Regions from separate parts of the Mus musculus genome. Here all the other regions are linked to region 1. Evidence: chromatin contacts called from public HiChIP or PLAC-seq data. All regions are on one chromosome and are shown on one strand. Each heading gives the region's core, a stretch centred on a gene start, on an enhancer-like site or on the middle of the called end of the contact. The rest is flanking DNA. Distances are from core to core; before and after follow the strand shown. Region 1 holds the start of Flrt3 (fibronectin leucine rich transmembrane protein 3). Region 2 overlaps Macrod2 (mono-ADP ribosylhydrolase 2). Region 3 overlaps Macrod2 (mono-ADP ribosylhydrolase 2).

Evidence for each region. HiChIP or PLAC-seq counts read pairs in DNA pulled down with a chosen protein or histone mark.
Region 2: a contact with region 1 is called in an H3K4me3 HiChIP or PLAC-seq map of embryonic limb bud, with 21 times the contacts expected there. The contact joins the enhancer-like site here to the promoter of Flrt3 in region 1. A contact is called at or near these places in 8 of 39 promoter capture datasets (the 3T3-L1 cell line, embryonic stem cells, frontonasal cranial neural crest and 2 more), 3 of 484 Hi-C or Micro-C datasets (the 3T3-L1 cell line, cortical neurons and uterus), 11 of 115 datasets of contacts at active chromatin or transcription factors (astrocytes, embryonic basal ganglia, embryonic forebrain and 5 more) and 2 of 9 other capture datasets (adipose tissue and embryonic stem cells).
Region 3: a contact with region 1 is called in an HNF4G HiChIP or PLAC-seq map of pancreatic cancer cells. The contact joins the enhancer-like site here to the promoter of Flrt3 in region 1. A contact is called at or near these places in 16 of 39 promoter capture datasets (the 3T3-L1 cell line, 3T3-L1-derived adipocytes, cranial neural crest and 10 more), 12 of 484 Hi-C or Micro-C datasets (the NIH/3T3 cell line, bone marrow-derived macrophages, cranial neural crest and 7 more), 18 of 115 datasets of contacts at active chromatin or transcription factors (astrocytes, bone marrow-derived macrophages, craniofacial prominence and 10 more) and 4 of 9 other capture datasets (adipose tissue, embryonic stem cells, liver and 1 more).

Annotation. Positions count from the first base shown.
Region 1 is chr2:140,669,009-140,673,676 of GRCm38.p6, reverse strand. Flrt3 (fibronectin leucine rich transmembrane protein 3) reads left to right here and starts at 2,201. Exons shown (of 3, transcript NM_178382.4): 1 at 2,201-2,431. All of the region lies in intron 3 of Macrod2 (mono-ADP ribosylhydrolase 2), which reads right to left.
Region 2 is chr2:141,553,673-141,558,340 of GRCm38.p6, reverse strand. All of the region lies in intron 6 of Macrod2 (mono-ADP ribosylhydrolase 2), which reads right to left. Among named protein-coding and RNA genes, the nearest start is that of Gm25583, 84 kb to the left of the region's middle. Within about 2 kb of position 1,925, at least 4 of the 459 cell types and tissues checked have an H3K27ac peak or open chromatin away from gene starts, as enhancers often do. A contact at or near this core is called in embryonic limb bud, where this site is marked.
Region 3 is chr2:141,270,639-141,275,306 of GRCm38.p6, reverse strand. All of the region lies in intron 5 of Macrod2 (mono-ADP ribosylhydrolase 2), which reads right to left. Among named protein-coding and RNA genes, the nearest start is that of Gm25583, 370 kb to the left of the region's middle. Within about 2 kb of position 2,501, at least 33 of the 459 cell types and tissues checked have an H3K27ac peak or open chromatin away from gene starts, as enhancers often do. A contact at or near this core is called in craniofacial prominence, pancreatic cancer cells and second pharyngeal arch cranial neural crest, where this site is marked.

The DNA.
Region 1 (4,668 bases), core at 952-3,451:
GGGACTGAGGAATGCTGGGACCGCTTTGATGTGTAAAATATGTACCTTGGTCCCTTGTCCCTAGTCCAGAACCAAACAGTGTCTCTGAGAGTGCTAGGCCTGGAGAATTGAGTTTGGCAGGAATGGTGGAAGGAAAGACCTGATTCCTGTAACTCATCTTCTGACCTCCACGTCATGACTGGTGGGTCTCTCCCTACCCACACATACAGATAAATGTAATTTAGTTTTTAAAAGGAATATATATGTTTGTAAAAAGAAAAGATGGTAATGAAGGTTCTGTTAAGATTTGCCTCTAAAGTTAATACCTTTTGGATAGATTACATTTTTGACAATTTCTTGCATGTGCTACATTTTCAATTCACCGCTTGGAGGCGGGGCAGAATACATAGCTGGCATTCAATAAATTCTTGCTGTCTTTATTTCCCATGCAATGAAACCAAAGCAAGGAGCAGGTCCTATGAGGTCGTACAGCAAATGGCCGAGTAGGGAAATGCATCCTCAGAGCACCTCTCTCCCAGACCGGCCAGCTTTCCGTTAGCACACCTGTAACCCACATTTCCCACTTATCTTTCTTTTCTGTTGAAGGCTTTCAGGCAGCTGAATGGAGACAGATCTGATTAAATATGGATATAAGCCCACAGGAATTTGGTCAGGCAAATTTTTCCTTTTAAAATAGAATCAACTCTCATCTGAAAATGGTTTCTAGAAAGAATTATTTCAAACAATAATTTAATCCAGGTGTTTGATTTTCAGTAACTGAAATCACTCCTATCCTTTCCTGAGAGGTTATCAGTTACACCTACTTTTTCCATCAAAAATCTACGGCCACCTCTCAGTTTAACCTGCACTACTGAAGACTTCTGAGAAATTGGCTTTTCAATAGATGTTAACATGCTAAAGTCCTACTTTCATTCAGTGGGCCATTCCTCAGAAGTCAGCAAGAGAGCAAGCATAGAACAATAGGTGTCGGAACATCTCTTATCGAGGGGTCACCTTCCACTCCTGAGAGCACCCATTCTCAGAGGGGAGTTCTAAAGGTCAAACAGCTGCCAAACTCAAGTTAGGAACCACGTGAAGCTAACGGAGAGAATAGCCATGTACTCCTAAGACAGACAACTAGCCTTCAGAGACAAACAGACCATTTCCTAGAAAGGATAAAGTCATGAGCTTGTTAGAATCAAGCAAAGAAAGAAGGGAAAGGAGATTGCTATTTGGGTAAATATAGAAACAAGATTCGTCACTTAAATTCACTTACTTAGGAGAAAACTTACAAGTCCAAATAACAGAAAACTGATGATAAAATTATACCTGGAAATTAAAGTCTTGGAATCCTGTTAATTAGGCAGAGAAATCTTAGTGTCTTGCAACTGTCACTATTTATTCATGTACGCAAATTAAAATGATTTAAACCTGGAAGAACCATTTCTAACAGATATTTTAAGATATTGATGACTGCAGCCATGCTCGTGGCAGCAAAAACCATAATAATAATAATAAAAAAGAATGTAGTTAGGCTCAACCCTTTTAATTTTAGGGAAGACTGATAAATATGAGTGATTGTATCTTCCTAGTTCTGAAGTAGAGGTATACCCTTATGCACACATGTAGGTGGTCTCTCTAGTAGTACATAAAACAGTCTTCATTATGTGAAAATGCATGTGGAAAAAAAAACCTTTCTACTTCCCAATAAGACTGCTTTCTTCAATATTTTTCACTGTTCTTCCATTTTCTCCCTTCTCCTAAGTAAATCACCATTTGACCCTGCTTTCTCATTTGCCAAATCAATATTAGTTGGGATTGCCATCCTCTGTTCTCCACAGTTACGATTTTAATGTAATAAAAATAATCTGACTTTTGTTAACTTATTTTTGGTACAGATGGCTTGAGCATCAGACACCTGTTTCTCTATTGTGATCTTATAAATATTCTCCTAGCGTGCTTGTGTTTTTCTGAGTGTGCTATCACTACCTTGCAGTAGTAAACTTTAGGGAGCGCGGAGATTCCAGAGTTGCTGCCTACAAACCAAATGGCATCTCAGCTTTGGCAAACTGAAAGGCTCATTTCGGCTTCTCTCACCCCCTCTAGCGTTGGCAAAGCTCATCTGTCTGATTATCCAGTTACCTCACTGAACAAGAGCTGGGCTAAGTCCTGCCCACCTATGACATCACCCCCTTCCTCAACCACTGCGAGGTGAAGCTTTAAACTTCAGACTTGGAGGTGGGCTGCGCGCAGTCAACTGGATGCTCTCGCGCGCAGTCCTCAGCGCAGGAGTGATCTGAAGCAGGACCGCTCAGGCTGCAGCTGCCGTGGCTTTGTGTGCACTGGATGCCGCGCTCCGGAGACGGGGGAGGGTTTTTACTTCAACTCACAGGCAATGGAATTACAGCTGTAGCAGCAGGGTATAAAGGATTGCTTTTTCCTCGTCTTCCTGGTAAGTGTTTTCCATGCTTTTTCTCATAATTGTCCCAGAAACTTCGCTTGCTCTTACTCTCTAGAAGGAAATGACTAGCTTGGTTCCATGAGGGATCCAAGTAGCCACGTTTGCTCTGTCAGCAGGACGGGTCAAAGATGTGCGTGCAAGCCAGCTCTAGGGAAAGTCTTACAAAATAGCCGAATGTTATAAGTTTCTTACAGACTTAAATCATTTTTAAAAATAATAAATAGCTCCTCTCTGTTTCAAGCAATTTCTATCCGCGCAGAGCTTCACGGAAAACTGCAGTTGGAAAGTTGAGTGTTTGAGATAGGAGAGGCAGATTTTTCTCGGCTACAAAAGCGAAAGGTCGCTAACTTGGTGTGTACTGTATGTGTGGTATGATCACCTATCGCTGTTTCTATAACTGTGAAAGAAATCAATAACCCCTCAGCCCATGAGTACGCAGTACATGAAAAGCATACATCTTGCTCGCCGCCAGCAAAGCTGCGCTGGGAGACTGGGATGCCTCTGTAGAGGATTAACAGCTACACCTAGATTTGAAAGCTTGCACTGCTTATCCGGCCCCAGCTCCTTCAGGCATTCCGGGCTCGGGAATCTCAACTAGTAAATCCAACTCAGAATCTCCGGGCCAAACCATATTCCCAGTCCAGGAGACTGTCAAAGCCTATCGCTTGGGCGAGTGTAGAATGTGACTAGCATAGTAACTGGGTAGTCCACTCAGAAAAACTAACAAAGCTCACCCTGGAAGCCGTGCTTGATGTATGCAGTGAGGGGAACAGGGGAGGGAAGCCTCATCAAATGGCAAAGGCAGAGTGTCCCTTCACTTGCAACACACAGTGAAAAATATTGTATTGATACAAATGCGTTAGACCACAAAGCTTCCAAAAGGTATTTAAGTGTATCTAATTAAAAAAAATGTTTTTCAGTAAATTATGTCTGAAACAAAATGGTTGCATAAAGGTAAAGAGTGCAACAGGCCCATCTTTTCTCAACATTGGGAGCGGGTTTATTACTTATTTAGAATGAAAAGGAGATGGAAAATGTTGGTGTTTTCCAAATTACAAAATCAAATGGTTTTTAATAATTATTTTGATTGTTCTCAATAAATCTATGCTTCAAAATGCACATATTTGCTGTGTTATTGGGATGAAACAACATGGTCAAAGCCATGAAAAGTGCTTCAGCTGTGGCTATTCCTTTATTCATCCTTAACTGTGTAAGAATACCCTAACCAGTATAAACAGAAGGATGAACCTGTCAGCTCCCAGGCTACGATCACTTAGGCTTGACTCAGAGTGACAGGTGACTGACACCCATCTCTTTGGAAATGAGCAAAGAAGGTAATTCTTTTAAAGTGCCATAACATATTATTATCACTACAAATATCAACAAGCATAATGGTATGACTGTGCAAAGGCTGGTTATCACTTAGCTTCACGTATATGTGTATGCATATATATATATACTTATCAGCCTAAAATGAGGAAAAGGGTTAAAAATGTCATTACATGTGTTCAACTAAAGAACAAGAAATACCAGTTTATTGTTTTACTAGAAAACTCCCAAGGGTGAGAAACTATATTAGCAAATGAATAAACACAGTGAATTCATTAATAGGGTATTCTAATAGTGGCATCAATCAGTTATTAATTGGGCTCTTTTTTTTTCTCTGCATACCCTTTTGAAAATCGATTCTGGTTAGGTTCAAAATGCCCAATTAAACAATTCCTGAATCTGATGTTTATGAGATAACAGCAAATAAAGGTGTTTTTTTTAAAACAAAAATTACAAAACAAAACAGGAAATTTGTCATAACTAAATGTGGCAGCTAATAGAAGCTATGTTTCTTTTGCTTTCAAGTGTTAATTAAGGAGCCTCCGATTCTATCAAAACTTTTTCAGAGCTAAATGAAGCGGTGTGAAATAAATTTGGTTGAAATCTTGTGGCTGTCAGACTTTGTTAGTGAGCTATTAATTATCTTTACCCCAGTTTCTTCTCTGGCTATATTGCCCAATCAAATAGAAACTCCAATTATACTCAGAGGCTCCTGCCTAGGGACAGAAGACCCTAATGAACAGTCAGTCCCTCCAGATGAAAAATACAATTATCAGTTTGAAACAGGCAAGCACAAGCAATGCAGATTCTCCCCTGTGCTTTTCTTGGCCACACATCCCAAGGCCAAGATTACTGGCCATTTTCTGGATTATTTCGAACAGTTTTAAACCCAACAAATG
Region 2 (4,668 bases), core at 676-3,175, 880 kb before region 1:
AGCCCCAAGGAAATCCAACAAAATTCTGTACAAATCTTGAACAAGCTCCCATCTGACACATACATTCTGTCAAACTGTTCACACAATGTCTGTTGATACACAAAAGCAATGTTTCCTCATCCTGCTAAAGCCTACATGTCCCTATCCTTCCCCAGTTTGAAAGCAAACCCTTCTCATTTCTAGGCCTTGATAAAAAAAAAATGCTCCTGCTAAGAATATGTGGAGTCAACAGTTTGAAAGACAAGAGCAGAGGGGCAATGGGGCCCACTGAAGACTCTTAAGCAACAAAGTGTCAGTGATTTAAATGTGTAGGATTTAGGTTCTATATTGGAGGAAGAAAAGGGAAATTAAGATAAGAGCTGGGGCCTAACTATAGGTCCCAGGTAAAAAGCAACAATGAAACAACCCCCCCACACACACACACACACACAAACAGCCCATGGGGAGAGGGGTGTGGAGAGGCAGAGAGAGAGAGAGAGAGAGAGAGAGAGAGAGAGAGAGAGAGAGAGAGAGAGAGAGAGAGAATACGTTTGTACGTGTGGATGAGCTTTCATTACACCTAATAATTTCTATTCAGCAAGAGTCTCCAACCTCCTCTCTAACTAGGGGTTACTAATTTGTGTAGCTATGACTCTGACATTATGTGCCATTAGCACTAGAGTTGATGTTGAGAAGCAGTCCATTACTATTAAAAGAAACCTTCTGAAAGCAACAGTGGTCCAAGCGTAGCCTAGAGAGGAAGAGTATACGAATGGATATCCTCACCTTTAATCCCAGCACTTGGGAGGCAGAGGCAGGCAGATTTCTGAGTTCGAGGTCAGCCTGGTCTACAGAGTGAGTTCCAGGACAGCCAGGGTTACACAGAGAAACCCTGTCTCGAAAAACAAAAAACAAAAAACAAAACAAAAAAAAAAAAACAAAAACAAAAAAAGAATAGATATCCTCAAAGCCTGGGGGCTGGGGGTAGGGATTTTATATATATATGTATATGTATATATATATATATATATATATATATATTCTTGCGTGGGTATTTAAAGAACAAGAGAGCATTAAAACTTTTCAAATGACCACTTGAATATGTATTAGTCATAGTTTATGGGTTTTTCTTTTAAATCTATTAAGAAACATTTGAGAAAATAATACCCACAATTTTTCAATTCTGCTCAATCTACACCAGCAATTTAAATATTTACAAGAAATTCTTAATGGGAAGACTGAACTCCTACAGTATTTTAAAGCCTGATAGTGTTACTCCATTATTTCCTCCACTGTGCTCCCTAGCAACTTCATTGGACACGCCTGTAGCATGCTCAGAGAATGTTAACAGATGCTAAAAAGTTTTATTAGCTGATTTATTAGGCTACCAAGGGTCATTTTTCTGAAAAACGAGGAGAGAAACCCAGACACAACAGAAGCTAGAGAAATCAGAAATCAACCTTTGCAGAAATGGTGGCCAGTAACTTTTTATTCCTTGTGTTAACATACCAACCTAATGTAAAACAGAACAAGGCCAGTACCAATGGTTTTAGCAGTTTATTTTCTTGTAAGAGAAAAGGTTCAGGCAAAGTGTGAATATAAAAGAAAAAAATAGAATGTAAAGAAAATGTAGAGAATGTAACAGATGTGTGGTTTAGTATATTTATAGGAAATAGAAATTTAACTGGAATATGCTTGTGAGTTGTCTCTCTTAAGGTGTACAATTAAAAGGCAATTTTATTTGTGTACATAGTTAATGTTATTGGGAAAATAAATGAGTCACGTGACAACTTCTTCTTTTGTGTGAGCAAATATATGACTGAATTCTAGGACCACCCATCAATGGTGAACTTTGGAACATAGGATTGGTTTGTTTAGATACTGTGCTTCCAGCCCTGGGAAGGGCACTGGGAAAGTGTGCAGAGGAAGTCATTGGTGAGTAAGTATTGCCAAGGAGGAAGAAGTCATTTTGGCACTCAGTATTGCCAGGGAGGAGCATCATATTGGAGCAGCATTCCTTCCCAGCACTCTCAATAAGCATTGCTTCGTCAGGAATCAACTGAAATTCTGAACAGATATCTAGAATGTGCTCCTTACAATTGTTTCTCAGCCTTTTGGCTAAGATCAAGTACAGAATATGCTCCTTACAAGAGCGGTCTTTTACAAGACCGGTCAGTCCAAACTGGTTTCCTAAACTGTTTACTGCTAAAGACTTCAAACCCCGAAGTCTTTCTTCCTGTGGCATCTTAGAAAAGCAGACCCATAATTCCTAGAACAAAAAAAGACACAGAGAGAGACAGAGACAGAGAGAGATAGAGAGACATAGAGAACGGAGTAACCATTGTCCAGGACAAATTCCAGTACTGCAGGTCACATATTAACTAAGCCTGCTTCCTTGCAGTACAGGATCTGCTTCTCCCTTTGGAAACCTTTAAGAATGTGTCCCTTGCTTTAGATGACCACCACACTGCATCACTGGCCTGCCAGCCTCTCTTAATAAAGCACTTACCTGAAGGCAGCTGGAATCAATCCTTTCTCGCTGAATCTACCCCATTTTTCTTCTCCCTCGCTGGTAACCTTACATTTACCTCTGTGCTGATCTTCTGGGAAATTAAGCCCTCTGAGCTACTCAGAGACTGAGATTACACTTACGTTTCATAGGAGAACCTCACATTCTCAAGCGCACTGCTAATTCTTGGTTAAACCACAGTGATGTAATCACCGATGCACTTTGCAGTTTAAAGCAATAAACACAGCCATCGTTTTGAAACACTTCTGCAGATTTTCAATCATGCCGGAATCTGTTTTCCTGGATCCTAATTAACCCCAAATAAAGGTTATTTGCATTGTCCTGATTAGGCTAAATTTATTTTTAGTGGACAGTGTGAATGTGTACTGGGGACAGGACTACTAAGGCAGGATGAGAATACAGAATCAGGACATAATGACAGATAAGCTTGCCATTTGCTAAGTACCTGTGGCTCACCACCTCTTTGTAATTTCTGTAGCCAAAGAAGAATCAATTGATATTTAACCATTTTCTCCCATGCCATCAGGTTATTAAAAGAACATCACAGTGCAATTGTTAAATGGAATGATTTTTATTGTAGTATACATGGTATAACATATTTCAATAACTTGAATACAACCTACCAACACTTTTAGAATTCCAACACATCATAACCCATCAAATATAGGACTGAAAGCCATCCTCCTTATTAATCTTCTGAAAACACTACTTTTTATTTTTAAAATAATACAATTGATTTTGAACTTCTTCATTACCTTTTTTGAGCCACCTTCTATTATATGTTACAGAGCAAAATGATGTCAAATGATGTAAAAAGCAAAAGAGAGGGAAAAACATTTCAGCCAGATTGGCCTAGATTTGACTTCATTGCCCAAAAATTCGGATGTCACATGAGCTGGTTTTAAGTCTCTGTCATTTAAAAAGTCATGATTGACAGTTCACACTGCTCATTAATACTAAAGCAATTGTTGATAATTGTTCTGGGTTTCAGTGTCTAATTAAAGCTAAGTGGCTAGATTTGCATACAATAAACAATAGAAGTGACTTGAATTTCCAATCTCTTAGGCCTAATCAGCTTCACAATACAATATCATTAAAACTTGCATGCTAATTATAGCTAATTGTTTTATGCAAATTGAAACTATTTCTGTTAGAATCCGTTTCTCCCCTAAAAGTTTAAATCCTGTTCTTTATCTAAAAAGATCCAAGATGCTTAAGTCACCTAAAAAGAAAAATTAGGAAAACGCAATGAAATTTTTTTAAGGAAAGATACACTTTTGTTCTTTAAGTTACACAAGTTCAAGCTTCCTTGTTTTAAAGCTTAGACCCTTCAGTCAAAACAAGCCAATTAGAGTCAACTTGCTTATTAATTCCTCTCTGCAAAACATGAAACTGCCCAATTAGAGAGAAATTAAAAAAAAGAGTTCATATTTTGAGTTAAACAAACATTATTGATAGCATTAAATTCTAGAGTGTTCCTATCGAATTATTCCCTAATTAATCCTAGAAGACCACATGAAACATTAGACATGTTTTATGTGAACTCCAGACTGGCTTTTCTTAGAATCAATGTAGAATACTATAAATCCAATGACTGTCTACCGAGGGCCAACTGAAGAAGAAAAAAGATGGCAGAAATAAAAGCTATAAAAATGGGTTATTAGGGTGATGTCTCATTAACTTTTTATTCAGAGGTCCCTTGATTGTACACTGCCTTAAATTGGGACTGGAGATTTCTAATCATGGCAGTCCATGTAGCCAGGGCAACAGCTTCTATATGATCCTGCCCTGCCCCCTTCTTGGAAACCATCACTGAGAAGCTGGAGAAGTTTGATGGGTCACAATTACTGACTACAGGAATCAATGCTAATTTGAGATAAAAAAAAATTAATAGTTTCTGGTTGAGATTTGTCTTGTAAAATTCTACTCGATCCCATTCCACCCCTACCTGTCTACCGCATGCCTTGTCTGAAACCTGCGAGAACAAGCTGTCCACAGATCCTGCTCTATTTACTGGGACATTTCTTTCAGATGCATCCTCCATGCCTGGTCAGACGCTGCTCCCCACCCCGTTACTTTCCATATTGGAGAAGAGAGAGGGAGGAAGTCTTAGAGAGAGGCAGGCATTTCAGAGCGCCGGTTTGTAATGGTGTAACTCT
Region 3 (4,668 bases), core at 1,252-3,751, 600 kb before region 1:
AAAATCACAGTCACAGAAAGTAAATGTGAAAAACAAGACAGCAGAAGACTATCGACTCCGTGAGCAGGTCATAGATAGTCATAAGTTGTTAAAAAGAAAACCTGATTGAAATCCAATGTACTCAATTTTTCTGTTCACTGCAAACTAGGAGAGTGGAGTGATGTTGGGTAGGGAGTATGGGGCAGGACTATAGCAAGTCTGAGTCTAGCTTGGGCTATATAGGAATTTTTTAAAGTATGGTGAAGTGACCATTCAATCCAAAGGATGATTCAGTCTACCGGAGACAATGGATTTACATTGCAATGCATAAATTATTAAAAACAGAGAAGGAAAGCATCCAATGGTGAAACGAGCAGAAGGCTTGGGAAATTATTTGCAGAGAGAAGATCCAAATGGCTGATAGTGATATGGAAAAAGATTCAGTCCCATTCTTTTCAAGCACATGCAAATTAAAACCACAGTGAATACCAGCACACACCCTGTAGAATGCTAAAATTTCTAAGCCGTATTATCACCTAGCAATGCAAGTCCTCACAGGTATCTATGAGAAATGAACACAACTGTTCACAAGAAAACATGTGCAAGAATACTTTTCTCAGCTTTGCTTCCAACAGTAAAAATTATGAAAAAGAAAAACTCAAATGCCCACCAAACAGATGAATGGAGGTATAAATATTGATCTATACATAAATGGGACCCTATGCAGGAATAAAGAGGAGTAACTTGTGTGTGAAGCAGTATGGATACATTTTAAATGTTTTATTGGGCAAAATAGTTCACAACAGAAAAGGAACTGTGGGACTCCACGTGACATGAGGATAGCCAAAGTGTAACCACTAGTTTGCTTTTTTGGTAACCCTGTTTGCAAACCAAACATTGTGGTTAAACTAGTCACCTGATCCGGCTGTGCTAACCACTGTTATCTGGAGTATTTTAAAGGGGCATTTCTAAGGCTGGAAAGTATGCTCAGAAGTTAACAGCTTGTTCTTCTTGCAGAAGACCTGGATTCAATTGCTAGCATCTACATAGTTGCTCACAACCATTCATAATGTCATGTTCAGGGTTTCAGAGGCATTCTTCTGATCTCCCTGGGCACCAGGCACATAAATGGTGAACAGACATACCCTCATATACTTAAAATAAGCCACACCCTCATATACATAAAATAAACAAATCTTTTAATTGAATTTAAAAAGTGAAGTGGCATTTCATATAAGAGCTTTGGAGAAAGACTAGAGTTAATTATAGTTTTCTGTGTCCTACCTATATGACCTGACCCAGAATAGTGGCTGCTCATGTGGAGAGAATGAAAGGAGAAGAGGCAGCAGGGGAGGGGGATCCTGGGATGTTGACCATGTTCTCTTTCTTGATTGAAGGTGGTCATACAACTTCCATAGACTTGAAATTAGTGCAACACACAATCTGACTTAACTCAATTAAAAAGAAATTAACACAAGGAAAAACACAGTCTGCCATCAAAAGGCAGATTCAAAAATAATTCCATCAGTAGCTTTAATTCCACCAATAAATTTACTGCTTGTGGGATTGAAAACCATGCCATACAAAATAAAGGTCTGTAGGATTTTGTCTTACAAGTCTTTACCTTATACATAACCAATGTCCAAATTAGTTTTATCACATAATCCATAATAGGCAATGGGTGTAGGAGGCTTTTCCCTTGCCATTCACATGAATACCTACCTCCTGAAATACAGCAGGATTATATCCCACCATGATTGCCTTTCCATATTTTAATGTTAGAAAATGTCTAAATAACATAATCATAGCCATACTTCCAGAAAGACTCTAGCCATGCGTTATTTTATACAGGATAACATTTATCACCTTTGTAATCAAATTATTAGAATGCATCATCTGAAATCAGCCATACCTAAGACTGAAGAGAATGAGACTACATATCTAGTAAGAGCACTTAAGGAAACGCCAAGGGAGCTTGACTCCAATAGCTGGCATTTTCATTGTGCTGTTACTGGTCGATTTCTCTAACCAACCAGTCAGGATATTATATCGCCACTGAACCGATAACTTCACACACTGAGGTTGCTATTCTCAGACTGACCAAGACAGAGAAGGATAAGACATCTTTCCTTTAAATTGACACCAGCTGCTCCTTAACTGTCCCCACATGCATTCTTATCTTGCTGACCAATCCAAGGAAGCCCCTTAAACACAAACATCTGTTGCCCATTTATAGTAATTTATACACAAAAATAGTTCTATCAAAAACCACTTATGCTTTGCCAACAATGAATGTGTACTTCCAAAAAAGAAAAAAAAAAATGAGCCCTTTGCCTGCACCTCAAGGTGATTTCTGACCCCACATCCCTCAATCCTTAATGAAAAGAAACATGATTTTCACACCACAGTTCCTTCATAGAACTTCCTTCAACAAAGAGATCTTTCGGTGTGTGCTAGCCGCCCCGACACAAGCTTCACTGGAAGACATGTTTAAAGGGCAGAGGGCATTCAATTTGGGAGAACATTACAAGCAAACCAACTCCATCCATGTTTTATATTTAGGTTGATCTTAAAACATAAACAAATAATAACACTAATGTAAAGCAGAGTGTTTGTGGAAACACTGCCTGAGTTCAAAAGTATAAAGGATTCTGTAATTCCAATTCTTATTCCCATTGTGTTATTGTTACTATTAATTATATAACAGTACAGATAGGACTCAGAAGCCAAGATGATGGTGGGCATGGCACCTAACTCACACCTTGTGCTGTATGAACAAAGGAGAAAACTGGAGGGGTTGGCATTCTAACTCTGAGTTTTGGCTATTCTGATTCCCTCAAGGAAAGGCAACAATTCAATAAAAACAAACTGTTGTAATCAGAAAAGCAAATCATCTTGCATCCCCTAATGAGAAATTTCTGCTGCATCTCTGTTTCTATACTGTTAAAATGATGAACTCCCACTACCAGGAAATTATCCTCAAGAAAACACTAAATCCATCCTGTAAACACAGTACATATCAAGCCATTGATGTCTTCTGCATCTTACTCGATACTTCAAAAGTCAGCATGTGTGTCTAAAGAGAAGTTCTGTGGACAAAACTGTGCAGTGTTGCTCTATCTCGAGATCCTCAAGTTTCCTGTAGGACACACAGGAAACTGATCACTCTAAATCATGTGAGTAGAGCCCCCTGCCCAGGAAACTTCTTCGGGGAAGGATTACAAAAAGGCATTTTCTAGTTCAGCAGGGAGAGGATTCTGTGTTCATATTTCCATCTTGAGCTTGTCATGGCATTTTTAGTGTTAGTTTCAAGAGTAATAAGGCCCATAAAATGTCAGTCAAACCCACCACCAGTGGGAAGTGTGCTGGAATCTGTTACATAATCAGCATGCCTGTTTCAGCCCAACACCAGTGGCATTCTCTGCACCCCCCCTGTCAATACTGAATTCACGACTTTCAAATCCCAGGTTTCCTGTGCCTCTGAGGTGCCAAGGAAACCAGGATGATGGCATTGTGATCTGCTTGAGTCAAACCCCAGAGTCCTGTTGCCTAATAGATTAATGAGTCACTTCACTCTCCCAGGTCTCTTTCCCCTGAGTAACAGATTATCAGGAGGAGGTGGAAGGAAGGGCAGAGCAGGGCACTGCTGACAGCTGCAGGAGAGTCTGGAGCCGCCCTCAGCCACTGCAGCAATCAGTTTCTCCCTGACACCCACTTTCAGATGGAAGCTTGAATACTGAAGTACTACACATAGCGTGACCTCATTTACTAGAGGCCCACATGTCCGTCATTCCGTTCTCTGGGCTCACTTCACTTGAGGGGGGAGAATGAGCAGAATAAGTTCTCAATTTTAACTCCAAATTTAAACTAGCTATCACATAATCTTTGACCAAGTCTTAATTCACTAGCTATAAGTTCCAGATGAAAGAACTCTGTTGGACCTGGGTGTTGATCACCTTCTAATATGTTTGTCCCAAGAATACATGTCAGCCAAAGGAAACTATTCACATTTGGGTAAAAAAGGTCCCTAATTTTTCTTAGTTTTATTTCCCAACTACATTCAATAGTTTTATGACTTTGTAGCTTGAACATGTTCTTGTAGTAGGTGAAGAAAGGGGTAAGCAGGGATTGAGGAAATGGGCACACCACTCATCACAACCCAACTTTGATCCCGGAAACCCATAGTAGGAAAGGACTAAGTTCCAGAAGTTGTTATCTGACCTCCACATATGTACTGTGGCACATGTGAACTAGTACACACACACACACACACACACACACACACCAAGAACAACAATAATAAACAATAGTAAAGAGATGAAGAAATTTAAAATTAACTCAACAGAAGCAAGACTAGTAATGAGAATGGAGGAGGGAAGATTGGATCTGGAGGAAGAAAACAATGAAAAGAGAAAGTATGGAAATCAGAAAAAGAGGAGGAAGTAAGCACAGAACACTGAAGGTAGAGCAAATAAAAGGAGGAAGAAATAAAGAAGAGGTTGGTATCACAGTTGGGTTTTCTTGATATTCCTAGCATGTTAAAGAAAAATCCCCACATTCTCCAATTAGCCACCTGGAATTTTACTCTGAAACCATTTTAGAACCTCATGAGAGTTCATAATTACCTTCACAAATAGGCTGAAGGTGACCATGTCTAGCTGTCATGAGGTATTTCACAAGTGTTTAGTA